Regions from separate parts of the Mus musculus genome. Here region 2 is linked to region 1. A link is a contact called in public targeted proximity ligation data. All regions are on one chromosome and are shown on one strand. The core of a region is the stretch at or near the end of the contact, and the rest is flanking DNA. Distances in the headings are between cores, read along the strand shown.

Region 1 (6,882 bases), core at 3,049-5,548:
GTGTAGCCCTGGCTGTCCTGGAACTCGTTCTGTAGACCAGGCTGGCCTCAACCTCACAGAGATCTGCCTGCCTCTGCCTCTGGAGTACTGGAATGAAAGCATATGTCACTGCCCAGCATCCAGTCTTCCTTTTAGGTAATCTTCCTTTTAGGTAGTCTTCCTTTTAGATGTATTTATTTTATTGTATTGCATGAATGTTTGGCCTGCATGTATGTATGTGCACCACCAGCATGCCTGGTGCCTGCAGAGGCCAGAAGAGAGCATTAGTCCTGTGGAACTGGAGAATTAGGGGAGATTGTGAAGCTCTGTGTAGGTGCTAAAAATTGAACCCAAGTCCTTTAAAAGAGCAAGGCTCTAACCCACAGCCCCGATTTCCAGTCTTCTAAATAGGTCCTGGTTGGGAGGAGGGCACTGTGGCACCCAAAAATCAAGGGGTTACATTAACTAACCAGTGAAGACAACAGATCTGGCAGAAATCTGCCCCAACAAAGCTTCACAGCTCCACACCTGGTTTGATCCCCAGGAGCATATAAACCAGGCGTGTTAGATTACACCTGTAATCTCAGCATTTGGAATGATGTATAGGCATAGGCGGGAGGATCAGAAGTTCTAAGCCATCCCCCATTATGTAGGGAGTTAGAGGTCAGCCTAGGCCACAGGAGACACTGTCTCAAAAACAAAACAACAAAAGACCTACATGTTTCCTGATGAGGGCATCCAGCCTGGTGGCTGTCCTGATGAGGAAGATGAACGAATCCAGAGAAGCAAGCAGCCAGCGTGGAGGTAAAGAAGGAGCAGGCAGAGCCCTGGGCAAGGCCTCTCGAGCTGGACCGCAGCAGGCAATGGACACGGTGCAGATCAAACAGAGAACAACACCCCATCAGGAGATTCTGCTGGGGGGCCGAGCCCTTCCAAAGCACTGATGCTTGCCCTCCTACCCCTCACCTACCCTCCTGCTGTCTGCATGCAGCCTGCAGCCTGCAGCCTGCCTCCGGCTGCCTGAAATTATGCTTTGAATCTGAGCAGCCCCACAGGCTCAGGTCCAGAGGTGGGAGTTGGCTGGCAGGAGCTGATCACTGCAGGTCAGGTCTTGGGCCTCAGTTTTGCCTGGCTCTAGGCCTCTCGTCTGTCACTCCCTCCAGTCACCACAGTCCCACTTTCCCTTTGAGACAGAATCTTGCCAGGTAGCAAGGCCCTTGCTGTATAGCCTACACCAATCTCCATCTCACAGCAATCCTCCTGCCTCCACTTCAGAGTGCAAGGAGCACAGATATGTACCAGCATGATCTGTGCATGGGGATCCTCTGCAACCATGAGTCAAAATGAATCTTCCTTCTTCTTTCTTCCCTTACATGGGATTAGTGTGGTCTCTGACAAGCAAAAACTAACGTGTTGCTATTCTGATGAGAGTGGGCCGCTGAGCAACCCCAGGATTGTACCTTGGTTTTCCTGTAGGGTGAGGAGGCCCGGGAGTTTTCACACCCCCTGCTATTATAGTTTTTCACCCTAAACTGCCTACACATCAGTCTCATGTGAGTCAGTGGGCCAGTCTTTGACAGAAAATCCCCTAGGAAAGCAAGCATCTAGACATATCCCCTGTCCATTAGAGACATGTGTCAGGGTGGTCTGGTCTGAGTAACTTAGTGAAGCCTAAAGGCCCATCGGCAGAAGAATGGATATCCAAAGTGTGGTACACGAAGATGGAACCCTTCGCAGCAGAGGAAAAGGAGCATAAACTGTCATAATGCATCCGTGTGGATGACAGAGTGAGCTCCAGGCCAGCCTGGGCTATAGAGGAGAACTTTGATTATTGTTTGGTTTTTAGATACAGGGTCTCACTGTGTAGCCCTGGCTGGCCTAGAACTCACTTTGTAGACCAGAACAACCTGGAGTTTACAGAGATCTGCCTGCCTCTCCCAAGCGAGTGCGGGGATTTTAAGCTTGTGGTACCAACCCTTCTCTCTCTCTCTCTCTCTCTCTCTCTCTCTCTCTCTCCAAAAAACAAACTCTCTGAGGAGATCTCTGAGTTTGAGGTCAGCCTGGTCTGCTCTACATAACAAGGTCCAGGACATCCAGGACTATATAGAGACTCTCTCTCAAATAAACAAACAAACAAACAAATAAAAGGAAAATTTAGACCAGACCACCCCACATTTCCATGCCCAGAGCCTTCTGCCCCAGGTCACGGAGGCTTGGAGTGCCCACTTCCACACACTAGGTAACTGAAACCCGAAAGGCCTGCCTTGTCTCACCACTCAGCCCCTGTCACCACTGCCTTTGGGACTGCGTTTGGTCACAATGGGACCACCTCCTCCAAATCTAGCCCTATCTCCAGAACCTGGAATGCCCTTCCCCAGCTGGTTGCTTTACTTCAGGTCCCTAATGGGCCACCTGACCTTCCCAGCTCTTCATAGTGCACAGAGGACTATGTCGCCATAGTGTTTCTCCACTAGACAGACTCTTGCCTGGCCACTCACTGTTGAATCCTACAGCGCTGGTACCAATAGGGCGTGAGGTAAAAGTTTACTGAATGAGGGCCAAGGAGATAGACGGGTTAGTGGGTGGGTAAACGGAATTTGATCCCCAGAACCCATGCAAAGGCCTAAAAGCTAGCCGCAGCACACTGGCATCTCTAATCCCATTAAGCCCGGCGGAAATGGCAAGCGGAGATCAGACTCTCCAGAGGCTCAAGGACCAGCGCCCCTGACTCCCCGCTTGGCACAGAAAGGAAGAAAATAGCGTCTGTCCAGCAGCTGAGGAACCTCAGGTCCCATCAGCTTTCCCAGGTTAGGCTGGTTTTCAGGGTCACCAAGGAAAAGGGAGCTACGGGGAGAAGGGCTGGAATGTAGAAATAGACGCAGACGGTACACTACGTGTGGTACTGCCCCAACTCTCCTCCTCTCCCTGGGTTGCTGCTCTCCATGGGTAAGCAGGACTCTAAGGAAGAACACTAACTCCCTCTGCTGGAATTCTGGACGAGCCCCGCAACTCCCGGCCAAGGTTGAGGGAGTGGCAAGTTCTGATTGCTCCCAAAGAAGACTGTCAAGTGCTTTAGGATCCTGGGCAGACTTGCAACAAGGGAGAGCTCTCTTTTCTAAAAAGGAACCAATCTGAGGTTACCTTCAACCCCGCTTGACCCAGCCCCCATGGTCACGCCCACTAGCAGCCCAGCCAATGGCCTTAGCCGCTCATTGGGAGGAGGATCGGCCCGGAATAATAAGGGAAGCACTGGCGCTGAAAGGCAGGGGCAGCTGGACTGCCACTCAGGGCTATTTGGGGCTCTGCACTTTGCATTCCAGTTAGCGACTAGGTCGTCCGGGACCCGTGGCCCCTTCCTGGCATGCCCGTCCAGGAGGAGAAATACTTTCATTCTTGAGGGAGTCAGTGATTCTCACAAGCCCACGCCCGATGTCAGCCTGCTCTCCAAGTTCTATGATCCCAGTCCCTCAAGAAGGAGCAAAGTGCTGGCAAGGGGCCAGAAGCCAGCAGGAGGGCAAAACGGGCACCTACCATACTCCCAGAGAGGCCCCCGAGCTGCCATTCTTGGGGCTACCTGACCCTACCTGATAGGCCAAGCTTCTACACTTTGCCTTTGCACACTCCCAGCCTGACCTTGGGGAAGTGAACTCTGGCCCTAAGCCTCAGTTTCCCTCCTGTGCATGCATGGAGGAAGGTGGCAGATCCCAGAGGATCTGGGGGTGTGGGGGGTGTGGACTACCTGGGACCATTGCTGAGGTAAGGCCGCCTTCCCCACTCGTTTAGTCAAGGGGTAACCTGGTGTAGGAGCTGGGTATGGATGTGGGCTAAAGGGGTTCCCGAGTGTCTCAGTTGCTCGTGGAGTGCCTTTCGGCCGGGGAGACCCACGCCCTGCGCTCACACTTACATTTGGCCTCCTTCCAGTCGGTGGAGGTGCTCAGGTCCACCTTCGCGGCCATGGCCAGGGGGGCCCAGGTGCGCACCCAGGCTCCACGCCCCGCCGCCCCCCACGCCCCAACTCCCGCCGAGAGCCACGCGCAGTAGCCGTGCTCGCCCAGTGCCACCAGGGGACCGCACGCACTGCCACGGGGCCGCGGGCCACCCGCCGAGCGGCCGGGCCAGGGGCGCAGGGAGACCAGCAGCTGCCCCGCCGCGCGCAGCTGTGCCAGGCGGCCGGACACTTGGCTCTGCAGCGACATGAGCAGGCGGTGCCGGGCGGCTCCCCGCCCACTCGGACTCTATTTACGGTGCTCCGGAGAGTCGCGCTCGGTCCCTTATTTACTCTGGGACGAGAGTGGCGCGTGCCAGCCCGTGGCGACCTGCTTAGAGACCGCGGGCGGCGCGCCGCTGGGCACCCTGGAACTTGTAGTTCCGTCCCGGCCCACTGCGCTCACGCACTGGTAGCACACACGTGCGCACCCAGCCTGTCTGTGTCCTCCCGAGTGTGGCTGCAGCCAACCTTCCGAAGCTCGGTGATTCGACAAGGCACTCCGTGCGTGGGTTTTCCCGCCAAGTCGGCTTCTAGTTCTTTCCGCCTAGTTGCCGTGGCTCATAAGTAAACTCGGTCCTATCGCGTGTTTTGTAGGCATAGAGAGACCTGGACTTGTGTTGGTGCCTCCGCATCACCCAGCTCTGCTTCTGATCCACAGCAGCTGCACGTTCCAGCCTGCCAAGGTGGGGCGGGGGTGATAGGTGCCGCGGACCTATGTGTTAGGGTGGGGCAACTTTTCTGAAGAGCTCGACCTCCCTTAAGCTCCAAGAGCCAAGCAGCGCCGACTGAATTCCACAGCAGCTCACAAGACATTAGTGAGATTTGACAGGAAGAAACCTAGGTGTCAAATAGGCATGGTAAGGCATACTTACAATCCAGCATTCCAGAGGGTGAGGGCGGAGGATCTTAGGAAAGTTTAGGATCAGCCTGACTTACAAGGCAGCCACATAGCAAGACCCTGTCTCAGTCAATAGGTCAGTCTAACAATCAATATAAAAAAGAGCCGGGCAGTGGTGGCGTATGCCTTTAATCCCAGCACTTGGGAGGCAGAGGCAAGCTGATTTCTGAGTTCGAGGCTAGCCTGGTCTACAGAGAGTTCCAGACAGCCAGAGCTACACAGAGAAACCCTGTCTTCAAAAACCAAAAACCAAAAAAAAAAAGGAGAAAAGGAGAGAGAATATGGATCTATAAATGTGGGTGTATAGAAACACTAGAGTAGTGACCTAAGAAGGATAATTTTTTTCTTCTTTATTTTTCTCCTTTTCTTTTGTTGTTGTTGTTGTTGTTGTTGTTGTTTTTTTTTTTTCTTCTCGAGACAGAGTTTCTCTTTGTAGCCCTGGCTGTCCTGGAACTCACTCTGCAGACCAGGCTGGCCTCAAACTCAGAAATCTGCTTGCCTCTGCCTCCCAAGTGCTGGGATTAAAGGCGTGCGCCACCACTGCCCGGCTAATTTTTTTTTTCCTCATATTCCATAATGACATATGCCTGTAACCTGTTCCCGGTTAGCCACTACTTCATATTCAGTTCCACACCAGCCTGGCCTACCTGAGAGCTGGTTGTCAGAGCTACCCAGTGAGACTCTACATTTTTATTTAAAAAGAAAGCGGGGGTGGGGGAGGGATTTAAATCCCGGGGCTGGAGAGATGACTCAGCAGTTAAGATCCCTGACTGCTGTTCCAGAGGACCAGAATTCTATTTCCAGCCCTCACATGGTGGCTCAAAAATCTTCTGTAACTCCAGTTCCAAGGGATGCCACGCCCTCTTCTGGCCTTGCATGGAGTAGTGCACAGCCACACAGGCTGGAAAACACCCAAACACATTAAAAAAAATTTTAGAAATTGTTACTGTGAACCTTAATATCTGAGCCATCTCTCCAGGCCTTGCTCCCTAAACTTTACAAATAAAGATTTAGTTCCTGGGAAACAAAACAAAAAGGAGAGAGAGCAAAGCGAACGACCCTCCTATTGAAACCTCACCACCAACCTGGCAACGTAAACAATGCAGATTTCTCAGCTTATTTCTGAGACAAGAATCTGACGTGAGTCACCAGAATTGCATGCCTCTGGCTTCATCCCTTCCTGGAAGCTCTAAGGGAGCTTGTCCCAGGATTTTCCAGAGGTCACGGGCCCTTCCTGTAGATCCTCCAGCAGCCTGGCAGTGAGCCCAGGCTGCTCCTGTCTTTCATGTGGTGTGGACCATGCTCTCTGGTTCTCCATCTACCATTTCCCAGGCTGTGGTTACGCCGGGCCCCGTCAGCATCCAGGAGACAGTCAGTACTTGCCCACAATCAGCTGGTTTATAGCCGCCGTTTCCCTTTGCCAGAGGCCATCTTCACAGGTTCCAGAGTTTAGGATGTGGATGGCTTGAAGGGTTTTCACTTTGCCCTCCATCCTTCCAGCCAACGACTTAGTAGGGGACTCTAGGAAAAGGCAAGGTTCCACCGAAAAGTCATCTTGGGTCCTGAGAAGGCTGCCTTCTCCTTAGTGCCTGAACTTTATGTCCTTGAGTTTAGCTCCTGGAGCTCTGGATAAGTAGAAGCCCCGCCACCCAGTGCACCTTAGTTACAGCCTCACTTTTTTTTTTCCTTAAGCGAAAATAGATTTTGTTTTTTAGTTGGATGTGGTGGCACATCTTTTAATCCCAGCACTCTGAAGGCAGAGGCAGGGAGACCAGTTCCAGCTTGATCTACAGAGCAAGTCCATGAGTCCAGGACAGCCAGGGCTACACAGATAACCCTGTCTTGAAAAACAACAACAACAACAAGATATTTTTCATACAATATATTCTTTTTGTTTTGTTTTTTTGAGACAGGGTTTCTCTGTGTAACCCTGGCTGTCCTGGAACTCACTCTGTAGACCAGGCTGGCCTCGAACTCAGAAATCTGCCTGCCTCTGCCTCCGGAGTGCTGGGACTAA
Region 2 (6,249 bases), core at 622-3,121, 310 kb before region 1:
CTTGTTTGCAACATGTGGATAAAGGAATTTACAAAGCAGTAGAGAAAGTAAACTGATGTGTCCACAAGTCCTTCCAGGGGAGAGGGGTGGTAAAGGCTTTTTATTACTCTGTTGACCCAGTTTGCTTAGAACACATGATTCGTGATTTTCTTTGCTCAGCTCCCCAAGTGCTTACAGTACAATTGTAAGCCACTGTGTGATACCTGGCTTTTGCTTTTTTTTTTGAAACAGGGTCTTCTATAGCCCAGGCTGGCTTTAAACTATGTAACCAAGGCTGGCATTGAATTCTTGTTCCTCCTGTGTCCACTTTTCAAGTGCTAACTCGGGAAGCTGGTCACCACAGCCACAGGCAAGGTATCTCCAAGCTGAACTGAGCAGGAAGGCAGTGAGAGGAAGTGCGGTGCTGCACCTGCAAACGTGAGCCTCAGAAGGTTCTTTGGTTTGGCTCACTTTTATGTCCTCAGCACCTAGAATAGTATGGTGGGTGGGTTTTCTGTTTCTTTGTTTGTTTTAAGATTTATTTATTTTATATATGGGAATACACTGTTACTCTCTTCAGACACACCAGAAGAGAGGGCATCGGATCCCATTGCAGATGGTTGTGAGCCACCATGTGGTTGCTGGGAATTGAACTCAGGACCTCTGGAAGAACAGTCAGTGCTCTTAACCAGTGAGCCATCTCTCCAGTCCCCAGTATGTTGTTTTTAACAAATTGTTTGATTTTACCAATTCAGACTTGGGAGTGAAAGCCTGCTAGATGAGATCAGAGAGAGAGAGAGAGAGAGAGAGAGAATATACATCCCAAAAGGAAAGCTCTCCATCTCCACACTGTTGCAACCCCTCCCCCAAGTGAGTGTCCCTCCCTTCTCCTTCCTGTGTGCCTGGGTCCATCCTCCTGACTTCTTATTCTGTGGTAGTTTCCTAGCTTCGCTCCCTGTCACATCACTTGGTTGCTTGCTTCACCTCTTGACCTATGGTTAACTTTATTTAATCTTGTTTACAATAAACAGAAAGCTTTTGGATTATAGGTTTGTGCTAAGGCTAAGCCACACCACAATTAGACAGTTGTTTTGTTTTGTTTTGTTTTGTTTTCTGTAAATAGTCTCAGGGTTCAGAGCATAATTCTGAAACATTTCCCCCTTTTTTGTCTAATAAAAAGGAAAGAATTTAACTTTATCACAGTAACACTATTTATAGTACTGAAGCTAGTTCTGCCAGGCATTTCACAAAGTTCAGTTTGATTATATTTGGGAGTCTTTTTTATTTTATTTTATTTTTTTTTTTTTTTTGGTTTTTTCGAAACAGAGTTTCTCTGTATAGCTCTGGCTGTCCTGGAACTCACTCTGTAGACCAGGCTGGCCTGGAACTCAGAAATCGGCCTGCCTCTGCCTCCCGAGTGCTGGGATTAAAGGCGTGCGCCACCACGCCCAGCTATTTTTGGGAGTCTTAAGATTAAGTATTTTGTATTAAAAAATTATGTAAAACTTCATGTCAGTGTCCTATGAACTCAGTAGTTTGAATGTCTTGCGCATCACAATCTATTAAGTACACAAACTTTGTTTCTAGTTAACCTGTTTCAGACTCCAACCTGCAAGCACACAAAGGAAGCTAGATCAAATTTGTAGCGGCCTGCAACCACTTGAACTGGGTTCCCCTGAAAGGCAGGCTGGGGCTGAAAGAGATCAGACAGTGAGAAAAGAATGAGGCCAAGACAAACCTTTCTGTTCAAAGCCTTCGAAGTTTACTGAATCTGTATTTATAAAGAGGGTAGGCCCATCCCCCACCAGCCCATTCTTGGTGCCTGGAGCCAGCCCATAGGCGATCTACAGGGTGTGTCTCTGGAACATCTCACGGACCTTTCTGCAGGAAGCAGAGTCTTGGAGAAGAGCAAATAGAGCCATCCAGGTCAGAAGGCGTAGACCCTAGGTAATCTCCTCCTTAGTGGCAGCAAGGTCAAAGTCTGGATCAGCCTGCTTCAAGGCTGAGGGAGGCTACAAAACTTATTTCCAGAATTAGTGTTCTGTATAACTACTACATAATAATCTTACAGGTTTTGAGATAATATTTATACCTTCAGAAAAGCTTGCTTTTTTGTTTTCCGAGACAGGGTTTCTCTGTGTAGCCCTGGCTATCCTGGAACTCACTCTGTAGACCAGGCTGGCCTGGAACTCAGAAATCCGCCTGCCTCTGCCTCCCAAGTGCTGGGATTAAAGGTGTGTGCCACCACTGCCTGGCCAGAAAAGTTAAAAGTCAAACAAAGGTTATGAGATTAGTGGCCTTTATTTTTTTGTTTTCCTCTGTCTCGTATCAGGTGGTTCTTCTGATATGGGACAGAGATTTTAGATTTTCCTTTAACAAGCATTCCTGGGTTTAAAGGAGAGAGCCGTGCTTCAAATCCACAGCCAGCTTTAAGTTTTTTGTTTTGTTTTCGAGACAGGGTTTCTCTATGTAACCCTGGCTGTCCTGGAGCTCACTCTGTAGACCAGGCTGGCCTGGAACTCAGAAATCCACCTGCCTCTGCCTCCTGAGTGCTGGGATTAAAGGTGTGCACCACCACGCCCAGCTCTCAAGCTGCCTTTTACAAGTGGATTTTTAATTTAAATCATTGTGATCCTTATGTGCCTGCCTTCCAAGTGTTGGGATTAAAGGTGTGTGCCTCCTGAGTGCTGCAATTAAAGATTTGAGTCACTGGGCTTGAGAGATGGCTCAGTGGTTAAGAGCACTGACTGATCTTCTAGAAGTCCTGAGTTCAATTCCCAGCAACCACATGGTGGCTCACACCCATCCATAATGGGATCTGATGCCTTCTTCTGGTGTGTCTGAAGACAGGAACAGTGTACTTACATGCATAAAATAACTAAATAAATCTTAAAAAAGAAGAAAAGATGATGAGTCACTGCCTGGCTGTGGGTTCCTTGCAGTAGTCTCTGGTGTAATTTGGTTCTCCATTTTTTAGTGTTAAGGGTTTTCAAGTTTTTCGAATGCTTAATCTATTGTTCTTACTGACTTATTCTGAATTTGTTCACTATTTCATTGTTTTCAGAGGTTTTATTGGTCTTGCCTACATGAGCTAAATAAAATTTGATGTCTTTGCTAAGTTTTGCTAGGCTTTTGCCAGTTCTGGTCATGCCTCCCATGACCAGATGTCTTTGCCATTTATCTTCCAGTTAGTGGTTTTCCATTTTGATGACCATATAGCTAGAGCATCGCACACACACCATGAATCGAGTAGATATTTTCCTCTTGCTTTCCTAGTTGTTTGTCTCACAGCCAGTAACGCTGCACTGATTTTGTGGCTCCTTTCTCCGTGTTGGCCGGTCCATCCCCTCGTCTATAAGCTGTCTCTTGCCATTGGTCTTCGTTCCATCGGTGGTTGGTGATGATTGTGACCATTCTTTAGGTCCCCACAGTTTGGCAGATAACCTGTTTTGGAGGAGCAGTGAACAGTGTAGGAGTGGGGGTTATATATTTATTCTCCATATATGGAAAGCATTTGCCAATGGGCAAATATTGGTGGACTTTTTTTTTTTTCCTTTATGAAGAGCCCTGGTTGCTAAATCACTGATAAATATGATATCCATAATTAGGGTAGCATCAGCTTCAATATTGGTCAGGGTTGCCTGCGGGGAGATGAGCTTAGCAACAGTCACAGAAGCGCTCTTTAGTTCCTGCCCCCATTGGAAATTAGCTGCCTTTCTGGTAACCCTATAGAGGGGTTTTTATAATAATGTATAAATATGGTATATGATTTCTCTACTGTGCAAATTACCAATTAGGAGCTGAAGCTGAGCTTTGTCCCTGGGTGGCAGGATTAAAGGCGTGTGCTGTCATCCTCCTCACTATAACTCTTAGAATGTAGAAAATAACTAATTTCTTGAGATCCACCGCTCTGCTGGCTTTGTAGGCATGGGCTACCACAGCCTCACTGAAATATTTTATCCTAGCTCCAAATCACTTAGAGATTTAGAAAACAAATGTGGCCGGGCATGGTGGTGCACACCTTTAATTGAGGACAGCCAGGGCTACACAGAGAAACCCTGTCTCGAAAAAAACAAAAAAAAAAAAAAAAAAAAACAAATGTGAACTATAGTGAAACCCTTTGAATTTACCTAAAACATTTTAAAGCCCTTTACTGTGTTTTTAATACCAAACAATAAAAAGATCCTTTTTATTTAAAAAGAAAACTCAAGAGTTAATGTCCAAGATAATGTATCTACAGTCTTAACGTTCGAACATGAAATTAAAACACATGTTTTATATACTTTTTATATCACACCAGTAAAGCAAATATGCCTTTGGAAAATCATTCAAAAATGTTTTTTATTGTTAATTCCTGATCAAATGAAAGGCATTTGTTAGTCTTTGTAAGTTAGTCTGGACTCAGTGACCAAGCTGCCTATTGAAGTATGACCTCTCCTCGTTCAGGAGATCTCTCCTGATTGAACCTAGTCATTGTCAGTTTAATCATTATCAGTTTTGATGATCTCCACAGTTTTTTTTCTCCTGTGGAAACAGAGACAAAAACCTCTTCCCAATTTAATATATATTCTTGGTTCTATTCTGGGGTCAACATGTCTTTAAAATATACAACCCAGTTTGTTTCAGGTTTTTTCTACTCTCCAGTCTCTATCTGTAGCTGTTGTGTTTTGCTTATCAACAATTTGGACAATCTGTGACTATTCTTGATAATACCTTTAAATATTTTTCCCAGAAGCATTCTTTATTTTATGGTTTGTTTCTAAAATTGGAGGAATTTTAATCAGTGGTTTTCATTGCTGCAACAAATCACGTCCCCATAAATTCATAGCAATTCTTCGCCGTATATGGCTTTAAGTTTCCTGTTTGTTCTTCTGCCCTGGGTACTTGACCCATCCTGCGCTGTGCTTCACCTGAGATGAACTTCCAGTCCCTAGAAGCTGGATATTTACCTCCTGAAGAGGCCAATCTGGGTACCAACGTGTGGTGAAGTTATTGTTACATCTGTTCCTATGACTACCAAACCTTTAACTTCATGCCATTTGTTTGTATGTTTAGCCTTGGTCTCTGCTATAAATAAGTCTAAGACTTGTATCTTATCAATCTACTTTTCATATTTTTTTTCCTGTATGTATATAGTTTTTTCTTTGGGAGGGTACAGAAAGCCACTATGGCTATTAAGGATAAAATATGAAATGCTAAGATGATAATTGAGCCAATTTCAGTTAAGTCATTTAGTTTTTCATTTTGACTTCTGTTTTCAAGCTGTTTAAAGTAACACTATACAGGATCCTAGTGCCTTATATTATGTTTTTTTCCTATCCTTAACTTTGAAATATCCAGACTTCGAAAATCTGATGGCTTCTTAGTTTGTCTGCAACTGGTGTAATTTCTCAGTTAGTGTTGGATTGCCAAATGTTGTTTATAACAAAATCTCAAATCATTCGATTTTTACCAATTCAGACTTGGGAACCAGATACTGGGGTGAGAGCCTGCTGAATCAGAGAGGCAGAGAAAGCACCCAGCTGACCTTCCTTTATAGCCAGCATCCCAAAAGGAAAGTTCTCTGTTGTCTCAACACCCACCCACCCCCACCCCCACCCCCGCCAACACACACACACACTTGAATGTCCCTCCCTTCTACTTCCTGTGCCTCTCTCTGTCTATCCTCCTGACTTCCTCTTACTCTTTTATTTTCCCCCTATGTTCATTCCCTCTCAACAGGTTGCTTGCCTTGCCTTTTGGCTTATGGTTGACTTTATTTAATCCTGTTTACAACAAACAAAGCTCTTGGATTAAATAAAGGTGTGTGCTAGGGATGAGCACAACTAGAAACAAGTTTTTTCAATAAATAACCCAATCTCAGGATTCACAATGTGATCAAATGTCTGTAACCAACAGTACCTGACATAAAGACAGCTCTTGCGCTCGGAAGTGCTTTCTGTTCTTATTTGTCATTTGAGTGGTGTAACATTTCCAAGATCCCTGTGTAGGTTTGTCCTTAGTGAGAACCAAAAGAAATGGGCTTAGTCCAGCCTCTGCAGGAGGATTGGTGGCTGGGAAGTGAGAGGTGGAGCAGACCACTCAGGAAGAGACCTCTTCTAGGGCCCAAGAGTAAAATGGACCAGTTTGTCCCAAAGACTAGTAATCAGTTCTCCCATCTCTCTCCTTATTTCTCAAGCTTATGGGAGGGCATGTGCTATGGCATACGAGGGAGGTCAGAGGATTAAACTCAGCTCAGCACTTAAGTGGCTCCCAGCTTGCTTTCTCTGG

The links.
Region 2: a contact with region 1 is called in a targeted proximity ligation map of embryonic stem cells, with 15 read pairs. A contact is called at or near these places in 8 of 39 promoter capture datasets (the SN4741 cell line, cranial neural crest, embryonic stem cells and 3 more), 20 of 484 Hi-C or Micro-C datasets (the 63-12 cell line, B cells, the G1E-ER4 cell line and 12 more), 18 of 130 datasets of targeted methods (the NIH/3T3 cell line, craniofacial prominence, embryonic basal ganglia and 9 more) and 3 of 9 other capture datasets (embryonic stem cells, liver and pancreatic islet).

Annotation. Positions count from the first base shown.
Region 1 is chr19:7,054,184-7,061,065 of GRCm38.p6, reverse strand. Macrod1 (mono-ADP ribosylhydrolase 1) reads right to left here and starts at 4,298. Exons shown (of 11, transcript NM_134147.4): 1 at 3,884-4,298. The coding sequence starts at 4,175.
Region 2 is chr19:7,365,248-7,371,496 of GRCm38.p6, reverse strand. All of the region lies in intron 5 of Spindoc (spindlin interactor and repressor of chromatin binding), which reads left to right. Among named protein-coding and RNA genes, the nearest start is that of 1700105P06Rik, 15 kb to the left of the region's middle.